Linked DNA regions of Oryctolagus cuniculus: region 2 is linked to region 1. Evidence: chromatin contacts called from public Hi-C data. All regions are on one chromosome and are shown on one strand. Each heading gives the region's core, a stretch centred on a gene start, on an enhancer-like site or on the middle of the called end of the contact. The rest is flanking DNA. Distances are from core to core; before and after follow the strand shown.

Evidence for each region. Hi-C and Micro-C count contacts between places; a contact is called where the count stands out from the background.
Region 2: a contact with region 1 is called in a Hi-C map of psoas muscle, with 3 times the contacts expected there. The contact joins the enhancer-like site here to the promoter of PELI1 in region 1. A contact is called at or near these places in 2 of 6 Hi-C or Micro-C datasets (psoas muscle and an unstated tissue).

What each region holds. Positions count from the first base shown.
Region 1 is chr2:138,642,425-138,645,240 of mOryCun1.1, forward strand. It overlaps PELI1 (pellino E3 ubiquitin protein ligase 1), which reads left to right and starts at 1,397. Exons shown (of 7, transcript XM_017340733.3): 1 at 1,397-1,536.
Region 2 is chr2:138,742,312-138,745,127 of mOryCun1.1, forward strand. No RefSeq gene overlaps it. Among named protein-coding and RNA genes, the nearest start is that of VPS54, 39 kb to the right of the region's middle. Within about 2 kb of position 1,455, at least 2 of the 8 cell types and tissues checked have an H3K27ac peak or open chromatin away from gene starts, as enhancers often do.

The DNA of each region.
Region 1 (2,816 bases), core at 147-2,646:
CTCTAGGACTTACCACACTGAGTCTATTTACTTATTTCCTCCTTGGCACACTAAGCACTTTGAAAACAGGAATCTTCCTTATATGTTCTTGTATCTTTATTTCTGGGACCTAATAAAGTGCCTGCACATAGTAGACACCCAGTGTTTTCTGAATGAGGGAATCATGTAGTCTCCAAACACAAAAATTTCAGATCTTGAGACTCTATTTGAAAAGTGTGTCTGATTCCTAAGTATCTTTTCTCCAGGGTGTGGGGTTCTTGGTAGAGAAGGGAACAGAAGAGTTTAGGGCAGGTTGCCTTTAGTCCTCTGGAGGACTAATAATAAGTCCTTTCTCCAGCCTTCTCGCCACCACCCATTCATACCTGGGTGCCCCAAATGGGTGTAGACTCAGCTGACCAGCCCAACCACATACTCATACCTTCATTCAGACTCCTCTCGTAGCCAAATGAAAGTCAGCCAGCATATATATGTAGTGAACAACTTTCAACTTCTCACTTCCTTTGAACTTACAGGTACTTTGCAAAATTTGTATGCCTTAACAATTGAAGCCTTTAAAATGAACACATCTGGATTATTTTACATGGATCCAGTAAAATACAGGGATCTTAATTCTGAAGTTTACCTCTGCTGCTCTTTAAAATTAGATGTGACTATCTGAACAAAAAAATTATGTTCCTATCAGTTTCATAATCGAACCGTTAAATTCCTGGAAACAGCCACATTTCAATATCTTCAGAAATCTGAACAAAAGACAGAGGATTCACTTGAAAGAAAGAGATGTCGGTGATTTAGGGTTTGCGGAAGAAAGCTGAGCTGAAAGACCGAGAGGTAGTAGTCGGATTTTACTGGACACTTGTGAGTGGTGAGGCTCTCGGAGCCGAGGGCCGGATCCCCAACAGCACCGAAATACAACATGAGCCTTGTTTAGTCAACAGCAGCACCGAACACGCAGGCTTAGTCCATTGGTGACCATGGTAACGGCGGCCCCCCCAACCTCCCCCAGAGCATGCTCAGTGCGGAGCGAGACCGGCCGCGTCCCCCACAACAATGTATCCCTTTTTCCCTCAGCCAAAGAACTACAATTCCCAAGAGTCCCCCCGGTGTCGCGTCGCCGCCTCCCGCTGTGGCCCGGCCCCTGGTCCCTCCCTCACGCCCCGCCCTCCCGCTAGTCCCCTCCCCTCCCTCCGAGTGTGTGTCAGTGACCCAGAGGCGGTGTGAGGCAGAGGGACCGTCGGGGGGCGCCGCTGCCGCCGCCTCCACCAGTAGCAGCTCCAGCCGTGCGGCAAGGTCGGATTTGTCGCGAGCCCTCAGGGAACGCACCACAAAGCGGGCCCCGCGCCTCGCCCTCCGTCCGCGGCTCCTCAGCGCTCGGCTTCGCGGTCAACTTCCCCTCACGGGGCTCGGTTGGCTGGCTCGAGAGGCAGGCGGCGGCGGCACGCCGGGCTGTCTGCTCGCGCCCCCCGCGCACACGCACTTCGCCCCCTCGCTGCGGGTCCTGGGGGCCGTGCTGGCATTCGGGCCACCAGCGATTGTCCGGTGAGTGCGGCCGCGGGGCGTCGCGGGAGGGATCGCGGCGGGTCGGCGAGGGGTGCGGGGAAGGCGGGCGCGCAACTTCCTCGGCGGCTTTTCCCGGCGGCCAGCGCCGGCTCTCCCCTCCCGCCTGCGCGCCCCCGCGCCGCGCGGGGAGGCGGCGGGGAGCGGAGTGTGCGGCGCCTCCATCCCGCGCCCTCGCGGGAGGAAGCGCCTTTGTCAGGAGCGGCCGGGCGCGCCCTCCCCCACCGCCTGGGAGCCGGGCGCGCGGCGGCCAACTCGGAGCCCCGCGCTCGGCGCCCCGCGCCCGGCTGCGGGAGGGGACCCCGACGGGTGGCGGGGAGGGAGCTGGAAATGAAAGAGAAACAAAGGGGGCAGTGGGTTTCTCTTTTGTGTGTGCAATTCTGATAACTTCTTTTGCTTCCTTACATAACGCAGACTTCCAAGTTAGTCATTCTCTTTATTGTTGTGATTATTGTCATCATCTCTGCGTGTCTCTCCCATCTCCTTTCATCTCTGGATCTCAGTGCGTTTTGAAAACAATAATTAATTTCACCTCCGGGGCCCTTACGACCCGAGTTAAGAGGCCCGTTTCCGAAAGTGGGTAAACTGAGGCCCGGGAAAGGTCTCTAATTGATGGATAACGCTTGATCTGCCGCGCCTGGTGTCTTGAGGATCTGAAAGCATTTATGAGTAATAACTCGTCCTCCAGTGCCCCGTGGAAAAGTTAAAGATGCTCGTTTTACTTACAGGTTAGCCAACGTCTGAAAGAAGCCGGAGTAATTGTTAGGTAGTTCAAACAATAATTCTGACGTAGTGTTTGAATCTTACAGCCTCAAAGGACTCCTTGAAAATACTCCGAGTGGGGAAAGTACTGTAAATCATACATTCTCTTGTCCGTCTACTTTTATTTTTGTACTAACCAACCGGGAGAGCACTGGTGGGGGAAGGAAGGGGTCGAGTGTTTTAAATGTACATTTAACAGATTTTAATCACTACACTCAAGGAAGTGTGTGCTGGTTCTGACAGCAGCACCAGTCTTCCCACCGGTTAGTCATCAAGCTGTTTATCAACAAATGTTATTGAGCGCCTTATCCGTAGGGTGCAGGTTGTGCTAAGAACGGAATCTTTAAGTTTATGAAAAGGTCATCTTTTAGTTTTGCTCCAGAGGCTGTTTACTTTTTCTTTCTCTGCCAAATGTTACTTTGTTTTCATAGCAGGTGGTCTTTTGTTTCAAAAATGGCATTGTCTTCTTTTTCTGCCTTGAATCTCTATTTCTCTTGTAA
Region 2 (2,816 bases), core at 205-2,704, 100 kb after region 1:
CTCAATGAATCCTACCTGGGAAACACACATACGTATTGTACTTTGAAAATAGCCCCTTTGTCTTTCCCTATCTAACATTTTTAAATTTGAGAGGTAGAGATAGAGAACTGCCATCTGCTGGTTTACTCTCAAATGTCTGCAACCCCCAGAGCTGGACCTGACCAAAGCTAGGAGCCAGTAACAAGTTAACCCAGGTTTCCCATATGGGTGGCAGGAGCCCAATTGCAGGAGCCATCAGTGCTGCTTCCCAGGGTCTGAAGTAGCAGAAAACTGCAGACAGAAATCACAGGCAGATATCAAACTCAGGTCCTCTTGTGAGGGATGCGGATGTCCTAACCAGTGTCTTAACCATGAAGCCAGGGGCCCACCTCACTTTAGTAGGTTTTTGTTTTATTTATTTATTTGAAAGGCAGAACAACAAAGAGAGACAGAGACAGAGAGATCTGGTTCACTTCTCAAATGTCCACTACAGGGGGCCAGCATTGTGGCATAGCAGGTAAAGTTGCCACCTGCAATGCTGGCATCCCATATGGGTGCCAGTTCAAATTCTGGCTGCTCCATTTCCCATCCAGCTCCCTGCTAATGTGCCTGGGAAAGCAGTGGAGGATGGATGAAGTGCTTGGCCCCTGCACCTGTGGAAGACCTGGATGAAGTTCTTGGCTCCTGGCTTTAGCCTGGCCCAGCTCCCACCATTGCAGCCATTTGGAGGAATGAACCAGCAAATGGAAGATCTCTCTCTCTCTCTCTCTCTCTCTCTCTCTCTGCCTCTGCCTCTCCTGTGTCCAACTCTGCCTCTCAAATAAATAAATAAATCCTTTTAAAAAATGTTTGGCTTTGAATTTTAAAATTGCATTATGCATGTTCGTGTAGAAAAGCTACGAAACACAGAGGAACAGCAAAACATGTTTTCAAAATCTCACCCAGAGAAAACAGCATTTTCCCATATATTATTTCTAGTCTTCATTTTCAATTTAAACGTATTTTGCTTTAAATTTGTACCCAAACAGACTTGTTTCTGTAAAGGTGAGCTTCTGAGAAACCGGCTTCCTTGTGCACACAGCAGATTCTGCTCTGGGGGAAGGAAGTGGCTCACATCCGGGCTAACAGGAGATCATTGTTGCACTATCAGAATTGGCATAAAGCCTTCCTCAGCCACAAAGGCAAGTATGTGACAGAGAATCTAAGAGTTGGGCCTGCCTGAGGGGAAAGTGGCTTAAAAAAACAGATTCTACTCACAAACAGAATATGCTAGACATTTTCATTGCCTTCTCTTTTAATTATTGCAACCCAAAAAGGTACAGGTTTTTATCTCAGTTGTTGCTTACAAGCCACCTTACCATGACTAAGCTATAAAGCCCCTCTCCGCACAGTGTCCTTATCTCTTAACCAGGAACAAGAACAGTACTGACCTCAATGGGTCCCTGCTAAGACCAGCGAGTTCTGACAACAGAGCTCTTAGTGTCTGGCCTGCCATAAAATGGTTTCAACAGATGTCAGCAGCAGTATTGTAGTGGTGGATCAGCCTAAGGATTATGTGAGGTCCTCTATTTAAAGTTCCTGCCACCTTTAGGTATTATTCTCACAATATTAGTATCACAGCGAGGGCTTTTTCTCACCCACTCACCTTTTCACTTGACAGCGTGTCCTGAGCTTTCCCTCGAGTCCCGTGCAATTCAGAACTTCCTCTGAGGATACTCAACGCTACCTGGTTGGGAGCCACTAGCCACATATGGCTATTCAGCACTTGAAATGTGGTTAGAGACTCGGAGAAAATAAATTTTTAGTTTTATTTAATTTAAGTTAATTTCAATAGTCATCATTAGTCTGTGTGTGCCTGCCGCTCTCCCTGTCTAATCAGTCCCCCTCTTTTCTTCAGGCACAAAGTAGATTCAACTGTAGGGATTTCAGGAAATGTTTCTTCAGGCACACTAAGTTTTGAATAACATCACTTTCTGCATAGCACCTTCTTGATGAGCGATAGGTACAATCCTACCTATCACTGAGAACAGAGAAACAAATTGGATTTATTTTCAATGTCAAGCTTTTCTGCGAAGCCTGGCTTTCCACTGAGCACTCTGCAAATTTGAATGCAAATAACTTAACCACCTTTAAAAAGTAATTGGCACTCAGTTTAAAAGGCTGTGTTACTGATCTGGAAGGAAAAGGGGTATTTCTGCTATTGAATGGTCCCCTCACAGTACACAGCAAGGTGATTCCTATCTGCTCCATCCTGAGTGTTGAAGGCAGAGTGTTGAGTGTTGAGTGTTGCTCAGAGCCCTATTCTGAATCTCAAGGTAATGCCTTCACCCACCATGCCTGGTGGTATCTGAACCTGACCAGATTCCATGAAGGCAGCCACTGAGTTACTCAAAAGCCAGCAGTTGGTGGGTCTGGGCCCCAGAAGCAAAGCTACACCTCCTTTTCCAGGACTCAGCGTCCCCGCTTCTTCTTCCTTCTGTGATAAAGCCAATGTCCACTTTAGGTCCTGGACACATCACTTGGCACATCAGGGAAAAGCTTTAAAATCAAAATCAGTTTTGTGTTAAGGTCAGACTGGCTTTTCCTTCTCTCCCGGGGAAAGGCTGCCACCTGCTGTAATGCATTAGCACTGGGCTTTTTCAAGGTCACCGAGCAACCGCTTCCCCTTAGAAAATTTATAAATGCACAACCCTACTTGCCTTCACCTCTGTGTATCAGGAGTGTAAAGAGGAGGGCAGATCAGGAGGCCTTAATGTCGGCTAAAGAGGCAAACTCATCCAGATGAATGGTGCCCAGAAGGCATGGTCATCACCCTACCTCTGAACATGGAAGCCTTC